Linked DNA regions of Mus musculus: regions 1, 2, 3, 4, 5 and 6 are each linked to region 7. Evidence: chromatin contacts called from public Hi-C, HiChIP or PLAC-seq and promoter capture Hi-C data. All regions are on one chromosome and are shown on one strand. Each heading gives the region's core, a stretch centred on a gene start, on an enhancer-like site or on the middle of the called end of the contact. The rest is flanking DNA. Distances are from core to core; before and after follow the strand shown. Region 1 holds the start of Rnf19a (ring finger protein 19A). Region 2 overlaps Spag1 (sperm associated antigen 1). Region 3 holds the start of Sdc2 (syndecan 2). Region 4 holds the start of Polr2k (polymerase (RNA) II (DNA directed) polypeptide K). Region 5 holds the start of Rgs22 (regulator of G-protein signalling 22). Region 6 overlaps Sdc2 (syndecan 2). Region 7 holds the start of Rpl30 (ribosomal protein L30).

Region 1 (3,247 bases), core at 68-2,567, 1.8 Mb before region 7:
TACAGCCCAGTCTCATGGAGGTGTTTTCTTCATTGACGATCCCTTCTCTCAAACGACTTTAGCTTGTCTCATGTTAAGATAAAACTATCTAATACAAGATGCCTCCATAGATTCAAGTGGAGATGTCCTTCAGGTATATCTCTCTCAGGATATGCATATTGGACTAGTAAGTAACAGCAGACCCTTCCAATTTCTAGGAAGACAGAAATTTAATTTCTCAGAACTATGATGACTATAGAGAGTACAGGACCACTGTTATTCTGCACAATTCTTTACTCAAAACCCTTACCAGTCATTACTCCATTTGTACTGCAAAGCTACTCTTGCACTATCCGTAGGCTTAAAGTGTCCTGTAGATTATTGGGCATCGAATGCAGCCTTTTGATAGCATTTTAAGGTATACACATAATGGCTCTCAACTTCCAATAAATGGAAATCATATCCATACTTACTCCCTTTAAGATGTATGGTCAAAGACATTTAGCCCTAGATCGCCTAGCCTGTTTCTAACTGGGAAAAATTTACTGTGTTACCAAAGAGGCCAAGTGGGGTTTGAAAAAATATGGCTCCTTGGTGAGTTTCTAGTTTAGACACACTGAAATAAGGATCGAGTGATATATTTAGATTAAGTAACAGATGGTGGATGGACATTTTGGCATCCATCACATCCATTTCTCAGGATTCTAAGGAAATGATCTAAGTCCCCAAGAGAAATAAACGGAGAGGATGGGATCAGGACAGGAAAGGGATCTGTTTATTTAACTAACTCTATACCAAGTCTTATGTAGGTGAAAAATTCAAAGGGTGTCCGACTGGATCAAAAGCTGGAGGGGAATGGAAGACACAGGCTGGGCCAAAGTAACTCCTACTGTATCAGACATTGATAAGACCTGAGATATTTCTTTGGGGACGACTCGGCTCTGCTCTCCCGAGGGTTGCCAATCAAGCAGGTGAACAAAGGATTGAAAAGCTAAGTCAGGGTCCTGTCGCTCAGGAAGCGCTCCACTTGGAACGCGGCTCCCGCCGTCCCTTCCTATCACCTCACGGAGACGGGGTCGGGGTTACAAGAAGGGCGTCTCCCGCCCCACTGCCCGGCGCGTTCCGAGTAAGTCGCCGCCCGCGGGAGGGCCGGCGGCGAGAGCGCGCAGTGCGAGGCGAACGTGCTGGAGCCAAGGAACCACCGCGTCCCAGAGATAACCGCGGCTGGTCGACGTGGGGCGGGGCGGGGCTTGACGCCAAGACGCAAGGCGCGCTGGGCGGGGCTATGCCGGGTGGGGCAGGAGGGAGTGGAGGGGGCGGGGCCTGGGGGCGAGGGCGGGGGAGAATGGCAGTTGCTGTGTTGGTTCCCGGCTGCGACGGTCCGACTGGAGTCACAGAGGGGAGTTCGGGAAAGCGGCCGCCCGCAACCGTTCCACCGGCAGCTCTCGCCCTAGCTGAGAAGGTTCCGCGGCGGTGCTGAAAAGTCGTCCTCCGTTCTGCCTCCGCTTTCTGCCTCCGCGGGATGGGCCTGCTCGCCAGCCGCCCCGCGCCGCCGCCGCCCTGAGGAGCTGAGGTACGGCAGGCGCCGGAGCCGCGGGAGCCGGGCGGCTCCCCTACGGATGGGGATTCAAGGCGCCGCTCAGGCCTCGGTCTGGGGCCGGGAGACCGTTGCGGCCGTCTCCGGGGTGCGGGCCGGGGCGTGGGGGGCCGGGCCTGTGGCCCCGTCGGTGTTGTGACTGTCCACGGCGCTGCCCCGAGCGTTCCGGGGCGGCGGAGCGGACGAGACCCGAGGGCGGCCGCCGTGGGGAGGCGGCGGGGGCGGAGCGCATTCCTGACGGGTGAAATCGCCTCTAACGGGACGCTTTCCGGGCCTCGCCGCACACTGGGCGCCGCGGACTTCGCCCCCGAAGCCTGCCGCCTGGGGCCCGGGAGGGCGGCGGGGAGATGACCGCCTCCTTCGGGAGCGGAGATCGCGCACACAAGCAGGCACCGGCGCGGAAAGCCGTATAGCCTGGGGATGAACGGGGGTCTTCCGGACTCCACGTCTGGGGTTTTCCCTGCCCTCACCCCGAGTGAGGCCACCACTTTGAATTGCCAGTTTTTCCTTCGGTCTGGGATTCCGCTCTACTGTCGCTCTCTTCTCTTTTTCCATTTCCACTAATGGGAAGAAGTGGTTTAGGTTCGTTAATCCTGAGACAAGGGCAGCAAATAAAAGAGGGAAGAGAATGGTGAAGGCTATATATGGGAAAAAGAAAGGTTTAATTTTTGCTTGTTGGCGCCCTTGGAGATAGAAATACACGACTGGTGCTTTACTTTGTGTAGGGTTGAGAATGTCGCAAAATGTTGGTAATGATAGGACGGCCTTTAAATGCAGCTGCAATTTTCAAACCTAGGGTTGGCTATAAAGGCTGGTGTAAAATGATAGCAAACGGGAGGTATGAAAGCGGGCCTTTCCGTGGTTGGTGCCTTCAAAATATTTTGATCTTCCTCATTCTACTTTGTGTATGTTTGTGTATACGCACGCGTACCTGGCAGTCTTTGATTATTTAATATTTTAACCAGAATTTCTTGACCCTTTTCATTGTATGTAGTGTGACGAGATACTTGTCTTTTTTTCCCTTTCCGGTTTTGCTATAAACCGGTCTCTTTGCACATCCTAGTGCTTCTGTTTGTAATTCAAGTCATTTCCATATTTGCTTGCTTAAGCTTCTTTAACACAGAGCTGTCTGTATTGAATTAAAATGTAAATATTTAGAAAATGGCTATGTCCTTACTTTCAAATGTTCTTTACTTGGTACATACAATTTCATGGACAAAGAATTGGTATTAAGTCTTGGGACTTACTAAACCAAATTATGCAAAACAAAAGCAAGATATATATATATATATATATATATATATATATATATATATATATTATACAGTGTAAGCTTAAATTTCATGTGACCATGGAAAGATTTTAATGTCATTGCAAGGTGTCTTTCTGAAGAAGAATGCATATGGCAGCTAGCCTGAGTGTATTTTTTTATTATATCATCGATTCTCATTCTAGAACCCCAGTAAGGTTAATTTTTTTAATTGCAGAATTATTTTAGAAGTTGAAACAAACCTATTCATTACTAAAATAGCTGCATGAAATACCTCATCTTGGAGATGCCTTGGTTGAACATTAGAATTAATATAAAGAATTGTTCATTGTACTGTTGCCTAGCAAATGTTAGAATTTCATTTTGAATATTTGTGGCAATGTGTTGGATTTTTGGTGCCT
Region 2 (3,121 bases), core at 428-2,927, 1.8 Mb before region 7:
AACTTCACAGAAATAAATATACAGATGTGAGAGGATAAAGCTAAGAAATACGAGGGAATCATTAGAAATCAAGCTGGCAAGAGTGGGTGTTGACATAAAATGAGTTTTCACCCAGGACACGGGGTAGGTAGCGTGATCCTTCTATAACAGAGGCCCCCAGAGGGTGACCTCAGACTAGCTTACCTGTTAGCACTGTCGCTCGCCAGCTGGATCCCACAATCTATCTGCAGCACTGTTTTATAGTCCACATATGCGTTCCTGTATTGCTCTAAGGTCTCATAGGCCATTGCTCGCCGCAGAAGAGGCTTCACTGAGAACGGATGAAGTTCCAGAGCCCTAAGAGGACAAGACAGTACGCGTCATTTACCTGAGAAGGATCCGTTAATTTGTATTTAGCAATGCAGACTGCAGTGCTGGACCCCTATGCATCACACCTGATATTTCACCCTGGGGTCCTGGCAATCTATCAGAAAGACAAACCCAAAGTTAAACAGCTATCATATTGTCCTTGAACCCACCGACTAGAAAGCATTCTACTGTCTTCGGGCCACAATGAGGTGTGAGTTTAGAAATAAAAGTCTCACAGCTAAGGAAATGGACCTGAGGCTCCCTGCACCACATAAAAGCAAGCACACATATCTGCCTGCTATGCCGAGCTTAAGAGGTGGAGACAGATTTGCTGGGGCTCACTGGCCAGTCTGAGGGGGTCCTTAAGCTGGCAGTTCCGAGGTCAGTGAATGTCTTAGTCTTAAACAATAAAATGGGGAGTGGCTGTGGAAGATGCTGAGCGCTGGCCTACACACACAGACACACACACATAACACACACAGAGACACAGACACACACGCAACACACACATACACAACACACGCACAGAGACACAGACACACACATAACACACACACATTCTTTTTTTTTTTAAAGATTTATTTATTGTTATATGTAAGTACACTGTAGCTGTCTTTAGACACACCAAAAGAGGGCATCAGATCTCATTGTGGGTGGTTGTGAGCCATCACGTGGTTGCTGGGATTTGAACTCAGGACCTTTGGAAGAGCAGTCAGTGCTCTTATCCACTGAGCCATCTCTCCAGCCCACACACATACACACACATTCTTAATCGTATCCATATATTTAACAAGGTGCCTTACTACTAAACCACAAGAACTTGCATGGTTTTTTTTATCAACTTTCTAACACTATCTATGGTTCATTTCTATTGATTATAAAAAGGGTATCAGCAACAAACCAGAAGAGAACCTGGGACTAAGCATACAACTGTTTATGAGTCATGAGTTTTCATCTTGCACTTTCAGTATCACTACATATAAATTTTATCTGCGAGGCCAGAGAGTGTGGAGGTGTTCCCCGCCACACCTGCATCACCTCCATCCCAGGCTGCTTTCATTGCTCAAGATACCACAGGGCCAATCAAGATGGCCCAAGCTTGGAATCTAAATTGACAAAATGGGACACAAAACTCTTAGTACTTCCTAACATAGGAAATGAAGGGTTAGGGTTTTCATTCTTTGACTACATCTTGAAAATGAGTGTGAGCCTGCGAATGGAAATGCCATTGAAGAAAACAGTCTCCAACCACAACCACAGACAGGTGTTGGGCATCAAAGAGCTCACCAGGAAGCCGGCTGTGACCCTCAGGCGTTTCCTGTGGGCAAGTCTGTCAGAAGTTGGCAAAAACACACAGAGGCGGAGAATGACTAGGCAACTTTAGCCTCTCTAGATACTCTAAATAGGAAGCTGTCCGTACGTGTGTGTGTGTGTGTGTGTGTGTGTGTGTGTGTGTCCGTACGTGTGTGTGTCCGTACGCGTGTGTGTGTCCGTACGTGTGTGTGTGTGTGTGTGTGTGTGTGTGTGTGTGTGTGTGTCCGTACGTGTGTGTCCGTACGTGTGTGTGTGTGTGTCCGTACGTGTGTGTCCGTACGTGTGTGTGTGTGTGTGTGTGTCCGTACGTGTGTGTGTGTGTGTGTGTCCGTACGTGTGTGTGTGTGTGTGTGTGTGTCCGTACGTGTGTGTGTCCGTACGTGTGTGTCCGTACGTGTGTGTGTGTGTGTGTCCGTACGTGTGTGTGCGTGCACTTGTGAGCGCCCATGTTTCCAACAACTTCAAGAGTTCTTCTGACAACAGAAGTATGATGTGGTTTGGGGTGTTTCTTGTTGTTATTTGTTTGTTTTCTTTTGGCTGATAAACAATTATGCAAAAATCTCCACTTTTTAAAACATTGTTTCTCCCAGTTTTGCTTAGGCATGATAGCTTCTTTATCTCACATGGAGCCTGCAAACTAAAATGTGGAGAAGCTGAGGAACGAGGGGCCCAGAGCCTCATGCATACCCCCAAACTTCCCAAGAGTGATTGCGCAAACAACCTCTGGAAAACACTGCCTCTCCAGAGATACAAAAAAGTTTATCTTCAGACTGGAGAGTCAGTCAGCGGCTAAACCCACTGCTGTTCTTGTAGAGGACCAGAGTTCTTAGCACCCACATAGGAAGGCTTCACAACCGCCTGTTACCCCAGCTCCAGGGGGTCTGATACCTTCTTCTGGCCTCCTTAGGTACTAGACATCCATACACAGACACACACATACACAAACACATTGTTTTCAGATCTTGGACTGGAGAGATGGCTTAGCTGTTAGGACCTGGGCCTGATTCCAGCACCCACGGAAGGCAACTCACAACCACCCATAACCCCAGATCTTCAGGCATTCACATGTGCTACACATGCACACACATGTGACACACACATGCATACTCATGCACAAACATGTGGCACACACATACACACACATGGTTTAAGTTCCTTAAAAAATTAAATACTATAAACAATATCTTCACAGGTAAAAAGGTTTCCCTAGTTTAAAATGTCTGGTTTGGTTTTTCTGAGTCAGAATTTAATGGAGCCCATGCTGGCCTCAAACTCTGAAGCTTAGGATAACCTTCAGCTCCTAATCCCACTGCCTCCATCTCCAAATTGCTGGGATTACAAGTGTGAGACATGACTCCTGGCTTCCCTTCCAAAGTTTGATTTATAATCCCAATTATCTGTTAAAAAGAGCTATGGAACTCCTCAGAATGCAAAGATTATTTCTGAAAACTAAATAAGA
Region 3 (2,975 bases), core at 273-2,772, 1.5 Mb after region 7:
CAATCCTGACCAGAAATCAAATTTCCAGGGCCACAGAGGTGAAAGGATGCTAGTAGTGGAAGAAGACAGTTCATGGGAATATGGATCCAAAGGAGTATGAGGTTGGCAGGACAGAAATCTACATTCCCTCCAGCAGCCAGAGGATCTGAGGGCCAAAGCAATGTCACAAGCACCCTCATCTTTCCATTTTGAAAAATTCCATCTCTCTCCAACAGCTTTGCTCCACAAGGACCGTTCCTGGAAGATCCCAGAAACCAGAGAGCCCAGGCCTGTTCCCAAAAGCTCCATGAAGCCAGGAGCCTCCAAATAGACCACCGACTGCATCTCCACTTAGTGTGGGCCCCTTGCCACAGCCACAGGGAGCATTAAACAAATGCACTTTTAGAAACTTTCACTCCTGATACTCTCGGTTTCCTTAATATGGACCCTATCTCCCTAAACTTGCCTTCAGTCAAGCTCAAAGCCTGGAGTAGGGGGATGTGTGCAGAGGAACAGATCCTCCCCAAAGTTTCCAACTCACCCCTGGGGTTTGTCCAGTACACAGAGCTTACTGGATCCTTTCCTGGCCCGCAGTGGTGCTCTAGTAACCTGCAACTTTTAGCCCTCTGTCCTTCCTAGACTACACCATAAAATCCCCCAAGGCAGAAAGCTGGAAATGACTTTAAGGACCTGTGGGGTCCCTAACCTCCAAGTCTTGTGCTCCCACCCCCTGAAGACATGGCTTGGGTAACTCCCTGTAGCAGCTCAATTGTGCAAGAGGGAAAAGGAAGAGCCCAGGGGCAAGTGGTTGAAAAGCAAGCTCATTTGTTTCAGTAGAACCTAGGCAGCCCCACGTTCAGGGTTGGCAGATCCCCCAGGTAGCATCCCCCAATTACCCTCTGGCTCTTCTATTTGCCCGGGCACTCTTAACAGTGCACTTCCCCGGCTGGGCCCACTCACCGTCTCTGCGGACACACAGGCCATCAAGCCCAAGGTGAGCAGGATCCACGCGCGCTGCATATTCCCCAGGGATGTGGCTCCTACCCGGATAAAAGGAAGCCCAGAGCAAGCCTAAGAGGGCCTAGAAAAAAAAGAAGCTGAGCCGCCTCCAGGAGAGAGGTTTGGGCTCCGATTCCGAGCTCTAGCTGTCTTCTCTGGCGCCTGCTCTAGCGTTCTCCCTGCGCCCCGGAAACGCGGCGCCTTCTCACTTGTTGGCTTCTGTACTCCCAACCCAGAGTTGCTGCTTCGCGAGGCTGTTTTCTTGGTCTGGTCCTACAGGGCAGCGTTGTGCTTTCACTCGGCGGACTCCGGTGTCTGGGTCGCAATGCTGTCTGATTTGAAGCAAGCAGTCGATGGGTTGAAACCGAGCTGCCGCTCAAGTTTAGGATGCCGAAAGGCGAACGGCGGCGGGGACGCGCGGTCTGAGGGGCTGGAGCTCCAGGAGTATCTGGAGTACAGCACTCTACAGCTAGACTGGTGGCTTGGCTGCAGCGCCCCTCCTTCTACGCGCCGCCTCCTCCTGGGTCCTCCCCCTCGATCTCACCCCACACCCCTCCGTGTCCTCTCCCTGGTCCTGGTCTTGGTCCTGCTCAGCCTCCGCTTCAACCGCCCCTACCTTCCCTCCCTTCTTAGCCTGGCCCTCAAGGTTCCTCCCAGCTACTGGGGGAAAGGAGGTTGCCAGGACTCCATGATAAAACCAGGGAGAAATTCTTACGGGATTACACTGGGATTGGCAGCTCCCAGAGCCAGTGGGAGCCAGCAGCTCCACTCTGTGGCTGTCCTGAGAACCTGCCTCTGCAAACCTTAGTGCTCTTTCATTTTCTCTCTCCTTCTTTCCCCTTCTCAACACCCTCTCCTCTCCCCACCACCCTTCTGTCTCCCTTTCCCTTTCCTTCTCCTTTTCTTCGCTGTAATTTTCTAAAGAAAATTCGATGAAGGTTTAATGGGCATATTGAGCCTTTTCTTACTTGTGAAAATTGGGTCAATAGAAAGATGAGAGTCGAGAAAAATGAGAAAGTTTATACATCCCCTTCAAGTATTCACAGTGCCCATAGGTCTCCAGATAATGAAGATTGCAATTCAAAAACGACAAAAATAATTGTAACAAGTTAGTGTTAAGATTCTCCTTGGAACTTTCCCCCATGACCCACCTCCACCCCCATCCCAACTATAACCCACAACCCACAACCCTCAAAAAGGTAGAAAAACAAAACCCAAAACACAACAACTCCAAAGCACAACTCATTAAAGGCTTACAAACCATTTCTGCTGCTCACAGTTTGTACCCTGCCTCCTGACTCACACACACACAAACACACACACACTGCCCCAGGCATCAGCTAAGTTCGATTTCCATATTTTTACTTTTGGAAAATGTAAAATTGCAACAGATAAGGATGAAAAATTAGAGAGTCTAGATATTAGCAGATGAATTTCAGAGAATGAATGGTTAAGTAGTTTCTGGCTTTAAGAAAATGAGTATGTATTTCCTACATAAAGCAAAAGCATGCGTCATGTAGTTCGGTGCTGTATGGTGCTACAGAACCAGGCAGGCACATACTCTTCTAATGCTCACCGATGTTCTCTTGGATTTAGAAACTGAATGAATTATGGACCCATTTTCTTCTGTAATGTCCATTTATAAAGGGACAGGGACATTTCAGTATTAGCCACTATTTTGTTATCATGTAGGATGAATTAAAAATACATAATAACTATTTTGTAGGTAAATACTACTCCAGACCTCAAGCCACACCATAAAAAGCTCTGTGATTTTCTCACACAAACACATACCCATACACACACACACACACACACGCACACATGCACAAACACACATACACAGAGACAGAGAGACAGAGACAGGCAGAGACAGAGACAGACAGAGAGACAGAGAGAGACAGAGAGAGAGACAGAGAGACAGAGAGAGATACAGACATGAGGCCCTAGTCATTTTAGAACTAAACTGTAGTCATATCCTGTCTTAGTTAGGGTTT
Region 4 (3,065 bases), core at 221-2,720, 1.7 Mb before region 7:
TACATCTTTTAGTCCTTTTCTTGTACATTATTCTGTATCCACATTCTCTGCATCTGATGGGATCCCTGGACTTTATCTCATTTTCGGTGTGACACTCTGGGAAAGAAAGCACATTTATTCAATGCTTGAAAGAGAAACACTATGGGGGAAGCAAATGATAACTACAGATTTCAACTGGAGCAAACCAAAAGGCACCAAAGCATCCAAGTGCCCGATTATTGCCAAAACAGACCAAGGAGAAAGAAGGGCTGTAGGCAGTACACCTTTTCCAGATAAAAGGAAGAGATCTTAATAAGGGAGGGGGATTTTACATTAACAATCGCTAAAGTGCTCCACGTTATAATTTTACTCATGTAAGAGAGGATTTTTGGGTGGTGGTTGTTTTTTTAAGTAAAGCATTATTTAAATGAATGTCAATTTTACCTCCACAAATATATATCATTGGCTGCTGCTTTGGTGGTTGAACATCTTTCTGAGCGTCCATTGTTAGTGCCTGAAATCAGAGACAAAGACTGAGTATCAGGGTCTTCGCACAAAACATGCCTCTTTTTTTTTTTTCTCAGACGCAATACAAGGTTCTTATTTTCCGGCCTTAGAGAAAAACGCAATAGAATGTTTGCCTAGCATGCAGAGGCCCAAGGATAAATACCCAGTATTACAGATGGGGAAACAAAAAAAAAAAAAAAAAAAAAAAAAGGAAAAGTCGCAATTCTTTATCTATACCTATAGTTCCCCCAAACTGTGGTGTGGGCTGGGTCTTAAGAATAAAACACATTTTCGCCGGGCGGTGGTGGCACACGCCTTTAATCCCAGCACTTGGGAGGCAGAGGCAGACGGATTTCTGAGTTCCAGGCCAGCCTGGTCTACAAATCGAGTTCCAGGACAGCCAGGGCTACACAAAGAAACCCTGTCTCGAAACAAAACAAAACAAAACAAAACAAAACAAAACAAAACCCACAATTTCAATAATAATAAACACCAGGGGGAATGTTTATTACAGTCTTCACGATCCTAGAGTGTATTACTCTTTACACAAGAGTAATACACTAATAGGCTAAGGAGAGGTTTGTTTGCCCAATCTCACTCCTCAAAGGAATTCAGATCTGACCTAGGAGCAATAGCTCCATCAAAGCTTGTCTCGAGACTAACTCCACCGGGGATCTTTATTTACGCGCTTGGTTCTTTGAAAAGACTTTGAGAGTCTTCACTTTGTAACCTAAGCCAGGCTCAAAGTCAAGGCGCTGGTTGAAGGCGGAATTCTCCTACCTCTGCTTCCAAGCGCTCAAATGGCAGGAGTGTGCTACCTCTCCCGGCTGCCCACAAAGATTTTAAAGCCAAGTGTCTCTCCTGGTTTTGCCACAAATTTACTTCCAAAATCATCAGCCGGAGACTCCCTACCTCCACAGCTGGAAGAAGCGTCCCTTCTCTGAGCACGCAAAAGCTTTTTCCGGCGCTGCCTCGCCAACTTCCGGCGCCGATTTATGACGAAACGAAGCCCCGCCCCCTCTCCCTCGCAGTGCGGGGGGACTGGCGCTTCTGTTTCTGAGGCAGGTTACAGCGTTTTTCTCCTACCTGCTTCCTGTGGGGTTTTGTTTTGTTTTTATTTGCCCTTCTCTCTGGGGTAGCAAAACATCTCCACAGCTCGGCATTCGAAGGTTTGTGCTTGTGTAATGGCAGATACAGGAGGAACCCAAGACAGGCAATGCTGGAGTCTTAACCGACCCGATGCTTAGGCGAACACCAGCAGGCTACCCTACCAATACTTCACGATTTGACACTTCGCACATGGCGGTTTTCAAATTGTTCAATGCCCGTGTGGGTTTTTTGTTTGCTTGTTTGTTTGTTTTCAATTTCCAGTTCTCTCCTAGTTTCCTGTCACCTCTCTTTTTTATGTTGGGGAGTGGAAAGAGAGGGAAAGGGGAAGCCCAGGCTGAGACTGCTCTTAAACCCGTACAATCCTCTGTCTTCGCCGCCTCAATGCTGAGATTAATCGCGCAAATCACAACGCCTGCCATCTCCCTCCCTTTTTGAAGCCAAGGCTTTCTTACGGCAGCTCCATCAATTACTTCGACTAGTTGGTGGCTTTAGCTTTTCTCTTAGTACTCTCCTTCCTGTGTTTGACCAGTTCAGTAGAGTACAGGTGTGTGTTCTCACACATCAAAATTGGAACTCAGTAAAACACATCTGTTGGGTTCAGGACGTTTACATTCAATTATTTCACACCAGTCGTTTATTTTAATAATAGGATGGATAACCTGAAGGGATTCAAGTAAAAACAGTTGTTAACTATTAAAGAGATGGCTTCTCTCCCAGTGGGCACTCTGGTAACTTAGTAAACTACTCTCCATTCTCCATCCATCAAGAAGAACTTTGAGCTTTGTCTTTCATTTCTAGTTCAAACCTTTGATATTCACAGACCATCTTGAGAAATTCCAGTCTTCCTAGATGACAATTAAATTTGTTTTTTTAGAATTGCTGGCTTAATAAGCAGTAATTTATTACTTAAGCAGTAATAAAATGCTTGTTTAGCATGCATGAGCTCACAGTGATAATTTCTTTCAGAAGGAAATCAGAAAAACAGTACTTTCCAGCTTCTTCCTCTACATCCAGACTAACAGCATATTTTGACCAGCAGCCATGTTTCAAAGTACCCCTTCTCCTCAACAAGCAGGAAGAGGAAAACAAGTGTGCACACTAAACATCTGTACAATGACACTAGGTTAAGCCCATGGGTATTGTAAGAGGACTTCATACTGCAAGCAGATTTGAAGATTTACTGTGATTTGAGTTATGTGTGGATGCCAGTTGAGATCAGAAGAGATAGTTGGACCCCCCCTCCCAAACTGGAACTACAGACTGTTATAAGCTGTCATACCTAGATGTTGAAAACTGAACCTGTCCTCTGCAAGAACAGCAAGTGCTCTTAAATGCTGAGCTGCCTCTCAAGCTCTTGCTTTTTGTTTTTTGTTTTTTCTTTTTTTTTTTTTTCCATTTTTTATTAGGTATTTAGCTCATTTACATTTCCAATGCTATACCAAAAGACCCCCTTACCCACCCACCCCCAC
Region 5 (2,819 bases), core at 206-2,705, 1.7 Mb before region 7:
GTAGGTCAGATTTGCATTTAGATAGCTGGTTTTGCTTTCAGCATGGATAATGGATTTAAAGAGAACTCCTAGCTGGGAGCTAAGCCTGGAAGACTGACAAGTTAGGAAGCTTTTACAGCAGACCAGATGGGAGCTAGCGCTAAGGCTGTGTGTGGGTGCTCTTGGGAAAATGAGAGCAGAGCCCAAATGCAGAAATATGTTAAGGTAGAACTGGCTGAATCCAGTATTTACCTGAATGTGGGGTTTGGAGGGAAAGTTCTAGGGGGAAACTTTGAGTTACTCGGAAGATGTATCATTTAACGGTCATAAGATTTATGTTCCAAAAATAATTTATGTCCCCCCCCAAAATCTGTGTTTTAGTTGAGATAGGTTCTCAAGTAGCCCAGGCTGGCCTTAAACTTCTGATCCCCCTGCCTCCACCTTCCTAGTACAGATTTTGCAGGTCTTTGCCCCAACCCCGGTCAGAAGATGAAGCTCAAAGATCCTGTCTGGGAATGGGTATGATTTGGGTGTGGAGTGATAGGGTGGGGTATAGCTCCTGTTAGACATTTGCATTGGAAGTACTGCTGGGAAGGGGCAAGCAGTTAGCTTTGGGGTTTATTTGGTACCACTGAGGAAATTCAGAACTACAGAATGGGATAAGTTTTATAAAACAATTAGGAAGCAGTATTTCCAATGCAAATGTCTAACAGGAGCTATACCCCACCCTATCACTCCACACCCAAGTCATACCCATTCCCAGACAGGGACTTTGAGCTTCATTTTCTGGCCAGGGTTGGGGCAAAGACCTGCAAAACCTGTACAAGCAACGTGGAGGCAGGAGGATCAGAAGTTCAGGGCCAGCCTGGGCTACATGAGAACCTATCTCAACTAAAACACAAATTTGGGGGGGGGGACATAAATTATTTTTGGGACATAAATATTTTTAGTATTTAGAATAATTGTGTTTAAATTTTTATCTTTTCTATTTAAATAAATTCTTTTTTGTTTGTTTGTTTGTGGTTTTGCTTTACTGTAGCTCAGGCTGGCTTTAAACTCTTAGTAACTGAGAACAAGCTGTAACTCTATTCTCCTGCCTTCTTTTGTTAACTGTTAGGATTGCAGGTGTGTGCCACAGTACACAGGGCTCTGTTTTCCTAACTCCTTTCCTGAACACACATTTTAGGGTAACTGTAATCTGTGGTCCCCAGTTCGGGTAATTCCTAGTGGTCAGCGTTTATGAAAAACCTTTTGCTACAGGCGTCTGACCTAAGGAAACTGAGGCCTGGCTCTGCGGTCCTTCGCTGTGGGAGGATCTGCTCCCCCCGCCCCCGCAACAGCCCTTCCCCACCAGGAGCCGTGCGATCTCCACAGTAACGGCCGCTCCCCAGCCGCCACCCCTGGCCCAGGCGCCTCTGCTTTGTCCAGCTCTATGGCAACAGCGGGCAGCCCCAGGCCGCGTGCCGTGGGGCGGCAGTCGCTCCCCAGACAGCGGGGCCGGGCAGCTGGGTTCCCCCGACAGGATGCCGGAGAAGCGGCTCTCGGCGGGTAGGTGGGCCCCGGCGCCCTGCCGCAGTGCTCGGGCACCCGGACCGCGCTCGACCCCAGCCCCAAGCCTCCAGCCCAAGCCCGGGTCCCCAGCCCCAGCTCCCTGCCTTTTATACGAACCCCCAGGGCAGTCGCTATTACCTTGTGCGCTAACCACGCTAAGCTCTCCTTTTGCAAATGGGGGCCTTAGGTTAGCTCTGGGGTGACAGTGGGTCCCAAGCCAAAGTCCAAAGGTCTTTCCTCCCCACCTTCACCTGGAATCCTACCTTAAAATGTAATCCATGTGCGGATAATGAACATTTTACTGAGCTCACCCGGGATATATGTATATACAGTAGCGCCAGGGGCTGTCGCAGATGATTTCAGTTAGTCTAAAAGGAAGATCTGAGTACGAAAAGGTAACGTTTTGTCTCCTTCCAGAGCCGCCAGAAGTTACAGAAGAAGAGTTTGTGAGTACACAGTGGCGAGAACGGGTCTTTTTTTTTACATTCTCTTCGGGCTAAAGCTTTCTTCTGTAAAAGACCTCATGTAGTTTCTCCGTACCCTTGCTGTCCCTATGGGGGCAGGCCGGCTGTCTCCATGGCTTTGTTGTGATGTGCAGGGCAGCTCCTGGTTGCAGTAAACATTAGTAGGTAAAGTTGCTCACCCCAGCATTAGAGATGGGAAAGAAGGGCTGGGAGTCGGGGTCATCCTTTGTGACATAGCAAATTCAAGGCTATGTGAGATCCTGTCTTAAAAAATACCAGCCCTCCCTCACCTCCACCCCCATGGTAGCACTCAGGTCTTTAAACTCCAGCAGAGGCAGGAGGATTTCTCTGAGTTTGAGGCCAGCCTGGTCTACAGAGCAAGTTCCAGGACCGCCAGGGCTATACAGAAAAACCCTGTCTCAACAACAACAACACCACCCAGTCAATCAATAAATAATAAAATAACAAAGCCAAAAAACCCAAAACTAATCAACCAAACAACCAAAACAGACAAACACAAAAACAGCAACAGAAACCAGTCATCTATTTGTAAGTGTTTAAATTGTTTTCTAGACATTGTTCTCAGGTCAGAATTTTGGAGAAATTGAGCATACTAAATATTTGCCAAATCTATTTATCATTTGGGAGAGTGCTGTCTTTAGAGACTCTTCTAGAAAGCATATTGCTTACACGAGGAGCTTGCCCCAGGGCACAGACAGACACAGAGGCAACCCTTTTTCCTACCACCGTTGAGGCTGGAGCTCAAAGCGCGTCCAGTATTTACTAATGTGAATACTCTAGCACCCACTTCTCTTGTTGACTGAT
Region 6 (2,813 bases), core at 203-2,702, 1.5 Mb after region 7:
AGCTGATGTTACTATTGAGCCATGTTTCCAGGCCCTGTGCTTTTCTTATGTTCCAAAAATATGTTTTTGTTATTTTAACTATATATGGGAATGCGCACATGTGTGCAGATGCCCTTGGAGGCAGGAGACATTAAATCTCTGGGTGCTAGAGTTACAGGAGATTGTGAGTCCAGAAATGTAGCTGCTGGGAACTGAACTCAGGTCTTCTGCAAGAGCAGTATGTATTCTTAACCATGTCTCCAGCTTCCATAATGCTTTCTCCAGTGTTTCTTCTCTAAGGTCAGTTTTCAAAAGCATGAATGATTATCTCAAGGTAAAGATAACAACTTCAGACATGTGGTACTTCAGCTCTAACTGGGGAATGGGAAAACATGATTTTTCTCTGTGGTAGTTGAATTAAAATGGACTCCATAGGCTCATATATTTGAATGCTTGGTCCCCAGTGAGTGAAACTATTTGGGAAGGACTGGGAATGTGTCCTTGTTGAAGGAGGAGTGCCATGGGGGCTGGGCTTTGAGATTTCAATAGCTTGTGTTATTCCCAATTTGCACACTCTCTTTGCCTCAAGCATGTGGGAAAAAAAATGTTAAGTTCTCAGCTACTATCCTGTGCCATGTGTTCCTGCCTGTTCCTATGCTCCCCACTATGATGGTCACAGACTCATCCTCTGAAACTTTAAGTGCCCATTAAATGCGTTCTTCTCTAAGTTGCCATGGTCATACTATACTGTCTCTCTTCATAGCAGTGGAAAAATGACTAAGCTGGTAACTTAACTTCTCTGAGCCTCTGTCCTCCTCAGCTGCTCAAGCCCTCCTGGTCCAGTCCTTTCCCCCAATGTCCGCCACCAGGTCTGCAAAGACAAATACTATTTGCCAGGTCTTCTTCAGCTTTGGCTCAAGGCTACTTCAAATTCAGTCTCCCAAAGAGCCACCTTCTTTTATCCTCTACATTTTCTGGGCTTTAGTCCTTGGTTGTCCCTGGAAGAGTCTTTTGTTTTAAAAAAAAAAAAAAAAACAAAAAAAAAAAAACAAAAAAAAAAACAGCCCTGAAGTTCCCAGGGGCTGAGGGTTAATGCAGGTCTCTTAGAGCCGGATGTGCATAATCAGACTCAGACAGCAGCTGCTGAGCTGGAGCTAATCCTTAGAGGACTGCTCAGCCCTCCTTGTTCTCTGGAAGTGAGATTGCCTGTCACCAGGCCTGCTCCAGCTGCTGGCCTGTATGTTTTCAGGACACTGCAAACAACATCCTCTGTGAACTCCACTCTCAAAATGCCAACAGATTTCTGTTTTGCTTTATCAAGCTGCCTCTCCAGATTCAAGGACTTCAAACAGAAGTCTGGTTGGGGTCCATACACTAAATATCATATATAAATGATGTGGGGGTGGGAAAGGTACCTAGAGAGCCGTGGATGTGAACGTCTGTTAACAGACCTCTTACTGTGCCTGTGTTCACATGGACAGGCAGTATTCTACACAACATTAAAGGTGAGTGAAGCATCCAAAGTCACCACTAAATATATAGCTCAGACACTACTTCCTAACCCCAATGGAATGTCCCCCTGACACTGTAATGCCTCTCCAATCCAATCCCATGGTACGCAAGAATAAAAATGATTTGGTTTTGTTCTCTTGGAAATATAACTAACAACTTAGCTTTAGCGAAAATGTTTTCTTCTTGTAGGTTTGGGAGAAGGATTTGCAGGATGCATTTTAAAAATAAGGTCATCATTACAAAGTTTTCTTGGCTGGATTCTTAGATCAACTATAATTAGCACAACTCACCGTGTGCCAGGAAGTCTCTCGAGAAAATAAAAGTTTGCTTGAGAACCAGTCAGTTCTAGGTAACAACTATGTACTAAATTTGTCAAATTAGGGGCCAGCATAACTCATGAGAGACTACGTGTTTGTTCGTATAGTTAATATTATATTACTGCTTCTAGCATACAAACAATTCAAACTCCATTATGATTTTAAAATATTTTTCCATGTTAAGCATAAATTTAGACAATTTGGTGACCGAGACTCCTGAAGCAAAAGTGTTATCTTTAATGATTCAATGGAATTAGATTCTTATTTAGTTGTAAATATTTGAAGAGTTCCCAGATCTCTATACAAATTACATTTTAAGTATTTATTTTTATTACGTTTTCTTTATATGCATGCACCTGTGTGAATGTGTGCTACCCGTGCATAGGTTCTAGAGTGGGAATTACAGGTAGCTGTGAGAGCTGTTGTGAGTGTGGAGAGCCAAGCTCAGAGAAGACATGCACACTCTTAATGGCTGAGCCACCTCTTCATCTGAAGCTTCAGCCCTTTTCAATTGCACATTCTTTGTTAGACGTTCACACTAATGAATACATAGAATTTTGAAATCTTTTGAGAAGCGCCTTGAGACTTAAGAATCCATATTAAATAAATTCCAGTCATAAATTATATTTTAGAATTTGAAGACTTCATTAAAGACAGTGAGGAGGGAAAAATAGATTTGCAAATCTACTAGACAGTTATCTGGAGAATGGGAAAAGTTGCTCTTATCACACAGAAATCATAAGCACCAAGCTGCTTCTGTTTCTGCTTCTGCTTCCGCTTCCGCTTCCGCTTCCGCTTCCTCTTCCGCTTCTGCAGCCTGGTTCCCAACAGAGTTCTGCCACTGTGCTTGGCCCCACAGAGCCTGGCAGCTCTCAAAGAAGACAGACACATTGTTGCTTCTGTTCGGTCTCCTCAGAGAGGGCATTTAGGTGGATTTTGTTGGGTATTGCCTGGTTTTGTGTTTTCATGTGGAAAACATTAAAATCAAACAATGAAAATCATTGC
Region 7 (3,148 bases), core at 445-2,944:
GTTCATTTAAAGTTTACTATGTTTACAAAACTGGATTAATAGAAGACAATTAGCTGGATTTGTACCATCCTAAGTACTTTATGCCTAAATGTTAAAGCAAAGAGTATGGTAATTGAACACTACCGTTTGGTCAAATTCACATTAAAATGGGCCACAACAGTTGAATAAATTTTAATGTAAAATTTCTGGATTTTCTGAGTTCGAGGCCAGCCTGGTCTACAGAGTGAGTTCCAGGACAGACAGAGAAATCCTGTCTCAAAAGACTCAACCAAAACAAACAAAAACCAAAAAACCCTAATTTGCAGGCCTGGTTCTATTCATACTTCTGTAATACACTAGCTGTAAAAATGTGAGAATAACACAGTTACTATCTCATAGAGTGTGTGTGTTGGCTAAGTAATATGTTTTAGTTTCCGTTTTTTTTCTTTTTCCAAAAGATCAACTCACAGAGATTGCCAGCTCCGGGTGGGATTATAGGTATAGATCATCTCGACCCGCATGACTCATGGATGTTTTTAAAGTTATTTTAATTAAGGGGAGGCAGGGTTGTTCTTCCCTTTCCTAACCTCCAGGGCAAAGTAACTCACCATACAGCTTACCTACTACCCTGGGTTTCCTTTTTCATGCTTATATAAATTTGGTGGCACAGGTGCTTGTGCAGTTGGGCAGAGGTCACAGGTCAACTTCTGGGTACTTACTCGGTAGTTGTCCACCTTATTTTTCACAAGATCTTTGAGACCTGGAGCTGACAGGTTAGACTAGGTTGGCTGGCTAGCCAGCCTTGGGGAATCTGTTCCACAAATGGAGTTACAAGTGTGCACAACCATGCCAGACTTTTGGGGGCTGGGGATTGACAGAGAGGTTTAGGCATAAAATGCAGGTCCCCACGCTTGCAAGGCAAGCACACTTTACTGACTGAACAATCTCAACAGCCCTGGGTTTTCGTTGGTGCTAGTGCGTAAATAGTAGAGGCTTTCAAGGTTTTTTTTTTTTTTCCTTGAATGCTACATTTATACAACGGCCCAAGTTTCGTAGCAAAATGATTTTTTAAATTATTCGTATTGCGACTATTTCTTTACTTCTGTATACGTATGTGAGCATTCAAGCGCAGGCCAAAGAAAAACCTGCTGGACTTGGCGCTCCCCTCCCACCACGTGGGTTTGGAACTCATTCGTCTACTTAGCGACAAGCGCATTTACCCGTCAGCCACTTCACCAGGTTTTTTTTTTTTTTTTTTCAATTGTGGTCCCTGTGCAAAGTAGGCTCCCAAGTACACGGTATAAAACCGCCGCAAAAGGGGTGTGTGTCCTACGGAGCGGCAAACAGGAAGATCAGCGGCGGGTGGACAGAGATGCCTCCGCTCCTGGTGAGCAGTCACGGGGTAAACCGGCGGCCCGGGGTCCTTCCGGAGCACGCCCAAGACAACGTCAGGCGGAGACCAGCCCAGGAGAGGCCAGGTCGCTGCCGCCTCGCCACGGAGCCCTGGGCCTCGTCGTCAGCTCCCATCGAGCTCCGGCTCTCCGCGGTGTCAGCCCGCTGCAGCAGAACAAACGCCCAGAACCGAAGGCCGGAGCCCAGACGCCGCAGCAGCCCAGCCTGCGTTGTAACCCGGTCCCCATAGCAACCAACTACCGCAGACTACTCTCGCAAGCGCTGTTCTGCTTGTGACCCGGACCGGCTTCTCTTCCGCTTCCGGTCCCACAATCCTCTGTCGGCCTAGAAGAGCTTTGCATTGTGGGAGCTCCTTCCTTTCTCGCTCCCCGGCCATCTTGGCGGCTGGTGTTGGTGAGTGAGCTCTGCGGGGTAAACGATTAGGCGGCTCGGGGAGCTCCGCTAGCTGGTGTTTGACGCTCTGGATTATAATCCTCTCTTCTGTCCTCTGTGTATGCTAGGTTGGGGGTTGTCCCGCACCTAAGGCAGGAAGATGGTGGCCGCAAAGAAGACGGTGAGTGAAGCCGATCGGGCCCGGAAGCCGGTTCACGTGGAGAGCTGGGTCGGGCCGGGGCGGATAGATTTGAGCACACTGGGTGGACGACTTGTCGCTGACGTTTCAGGGTCTCAAAGTGAATCCGAGAGGCTCTTTGTATGGTCTCAGACATCATGAAAGGGTTCAGTTCCAGAAATCTGGAACTGAGTTTGGTTTTAGATGACTGCAAGTGGTGTTCAAGTCTCAAACGTTTGCATTGTAGAAAAAGTCTCTGGAGTCGATCAACTCTAGGCTCCAACTTGTTATGAAAAGTGGGAAGTACGTGCTGGGCTACAAGCAGACTCTGAAGATGATCAGACAAGGCAAAGCGAAGTTGGTTATCCTTGCCAACAACTGTCCAGCTTTGAGGTAATGGAGGGAACCTGGATGTGTGCAGCCTATTGTAAATTCACTGTGCAGTATCCAGCATTGGGAAGAAGAATAATGATGGTTGCTTTCTGATGTTTGGACCTTGCTTTGTGTGTGTTTTTTGTAAATGTACCTTTGAGGCACGTTGTGTGACAGGAGGTATACAAATGATACACGCAGACTGGGGGAAGCCCGATCCCGAATTTTTCAAGGTTTGAAGTGTTAACACTCCGCTTCATGTGCCTGTTTTAGTTTAGAAAAATTCTGGCTGGATTATGGAGGTGATGGTATCATGAAATCACCTATTTGGCAGGGTCCAATTTTCTGAACACGTTCATTCTTGATTAACTATTTTAACTCGAACCTAACAAGTATTTTAAGTAAGCTGAAGAAGCTTGTGTAGTATACGCTCCTTGATTTTTCTATGGCAATTGTACACCTCTTCAGCCTTTTATGTAGGTGTCTATACTTAGTGGCAGAGTTTGGAATGTTTGGTCTTATTTTAAACCTTTGCCAGTCGATTCATAGTGGCAGCGTAGACATTCATTACTAAATTACAAGCTCAGACTCAGTGGGTCCAGGCTGGAGCTTCAAGTTCATTTCTCATAAGCACTTTGGAGCACTGTTGGTATGTGGGGCCACATTCTAAGCTCAAGGTTCTGTGGAACTTTCAAATCTTAACAATTTGTATCCTTTAACTTGGCACTGAAGTATTTATTTTTTGGGTAATATTATCAGCAGCCCTTATGTAGTATTCACTGTATAGTAGGTGGTTTAAGAGGGCTTACTTTTTTAGGTTTCTGACCCTCCACT

What was found. Promoter capture Hi-C pulls out the DNA fragments that hold promoters and counts their contacts. Hi-C and Micro-C count contacts between places; a contact is called where the count stands out from the background. HiChIP or PLAC-seq counts read pairs in DNA pulled down with a chosen protein or histone mark.
Region 1: a Hi-C map of pre-B cells shows a contact between it and region 7, with 4 times the contacts expected there. The contact joins the promoter of Rnf19a here to the promoter of Rpl30 in region 7. A contact is called at or near these places in 7 of 39 promoter capture datasets (3T3-L1-derived adipocytes, the C10 cell line, hippocampal neurons and 3 more), 1 of 484 Hi-C or Micro-C datasets (pre-B cells), 3 of 115 datasets of contacts at active chromatin or transcription factors (the 230-238 cell line, embryonic stem cells and large pre-B cells) and 2 of 9 other capture datasets (adipose tissue and liver).
Region 2: a promoter capture Hi-C map of the HPC-7 cell line shows a contact between it and region 7. The contact joins the enhancer-like site here to the promoter of Rpl30 in region 7. A contact is called at or near these places in 6 of 39 promoter capture datasets (the 3T3-L1 cell line, the HPC-7 cell line, liver and 2 more) and 1 of 115 datasets of contacts at active chromatin or transcription factors (large pre-B cells).
Region 3: an H3K4me3 HiChIP or PLAC-seq map of embryonic forebrain shows a contact between it and region 7, with 9 times the contacts expected there. The contact joins the promoter of Sdc2 here to the promoter of Rpl30 in region 7. A contact is called at or near these places in 8 of 39 promoter capture datasets (the 3T3-L1 cell line, cranial neural crest, frontonasal cranial neural crest and 4 more) and 2 of 115 datasets of contacts at active chromatin or transcription factors (astrocytes and embryonic forebrain).
Region 4: a contact with region 7 is called in a promoter capture Hi-C map of pre-B cells, with 11 times the contacts expected there. The contact joins the promoter of Polr2k here to the promoter of Rpl30 in region 7. A contact is called at or near these places in 9 of 39 promoter capture datasets (the C10 cell line, cranial neural crest, liver and 5 more), 3 of 484 Hi-C or Micro-C datasets (CD4 T cells, embryonic stem cells and pre-B cells), 2 of 115 datasets of contacts at active chromatin or transcription factors (astrocytes and embryonic forebrain) and 2 of 9 other capture datasets (adipose tissue and liver).
Region 5: a promoter capture Hi-C map of embryonic stem cells shows a contact between it and region 7, with 4 times the contacts expected there. The contact joins the promoter of Rgs22 here to the promoter of Rpl30 in region 7. A contact is called at or near these places in 10 of 39 promoter capture datasets (the 3T3-L1 cell line, 3T3-L1-derived adipocytes, the HPC-7 cell line and 6 more), 2 of 484 Hi-C or Micro-C datasets (cortical neurons and palatal mesenchyme) and 6 of 115 datasets of contacts at active chromatin or transcription factors (astrocytes, embryonic forebrain, embryonic limb bud and 3 more).
Region 6: a promoter capture Hi-C map of the 3T3-L1 cell line shows a contact between it and region 7, with 5 times the contacts expected there. The contact joins the enhancer-like site here to the promoter of Rpl30 in region 7. A contact is called at or near these places in 9 of 39 promoter capture datasets (the 3T3-L1 cell line, 3T3-L1-derived adipocytes, cranial neural crest and 4 more) and 2 of 115 datasets of contacts at active chromatin or transcription factors (astrocytes and epiblast stem cells).

What each region holds. Positions count from the first base shown.
Region 1 is chr15:36,281,217-36,284,463 of GRCm38.p6, reverse strand. Rnf19a (ring finger protein 19A) reads left to right here and starts at 1,317. Exons shown (of 10, transcript NM_013923.2): 1 at 1,317-1,552.
Region 2 is chr15:36,213,382-36,216,502 of GRCm38.p6, reverse strand. It overlaps Spag1 (sperm associated antigen 1), which reads right to left. Exons shown (of 20, transcript NM_001359982.1): 14 at 184-336. Among named protein-coding and RNA genes, the nearest start is that of Gm41293, 3.8 kb to the right of the region's middle. Within about 2 kb of position 1,677, at least 84 of the 459 cell types and tissues checked have an H3K27ac peak or open chromatin away from gene starts, as enhancers often do. A contact at or near this core is called in the HPC-7 cell line, neutrophils and pre-B cells, where this site is marked.
Region 3 is chr15:32,919,270-32,922,244 of GRCm38.p6, reverse strand. It overlaps Sdc2 (syndecan 2), which reads right to left and starts at 1,522. Exons shown (of 5, transcript NM_008304.2): 1 at 940-1,522. The coding sequence starts at 999.
Region 4 is chr15:36,172,415-36,175,479 of GRCm38.p6, reverse strand. It overlaps Polr2k (polymerase (RNA) II (DNA directed) polypeptide K), which reads right to left and starts at 1,470. Exons shown (of 4, transcript NM_023127.3): 1 at 1,399-1,470; 2 at 424-493; 3 at 4-96. The coding sequence starts at 484.
Region 5 is chr15:36,139,036-36,141,854 of GRCm38.p6, reverse strand. It overlaps Rgs22 (regulator of G-protein signalling 22), which reads left to right and starts at 1,455. Exons shown (of 28, transcript NM_001195748.1): 1 at 1,455-1,527; 2 at 1,948-1,976. The coding sequence starts at 1,503.
Region 6 is chr15:32,942,545-32,945,357 of GRCm38.p6, reverse strand. The region is part of intron 1 of Sdc2 (syndecan 2); the gene reads right to left. Among named protein-coding and RNA genes, the nearest start is that of Sdc2, 23 kb to the right of the region's middle. Within about 2 kb of position 1,452, at least 42 of the 459 cell types and tissues checked have an H3K27ac peak or open chromatin away from gene starts, as enhancers often do.
Region 7 is chr15:34,441,822-34,444,969 of GRCm38.p6, reverse strand. It overlaps Rpl30 (ribosomal protein L30), which reads left to right and starts at 1,694. Exons shown (of 5, transcript NM_001163485.1): 1 at 1,694-1,785; 2 at 1,893-1,945; 3 at 2,190-2,335. The coding sequence starts at 1,925.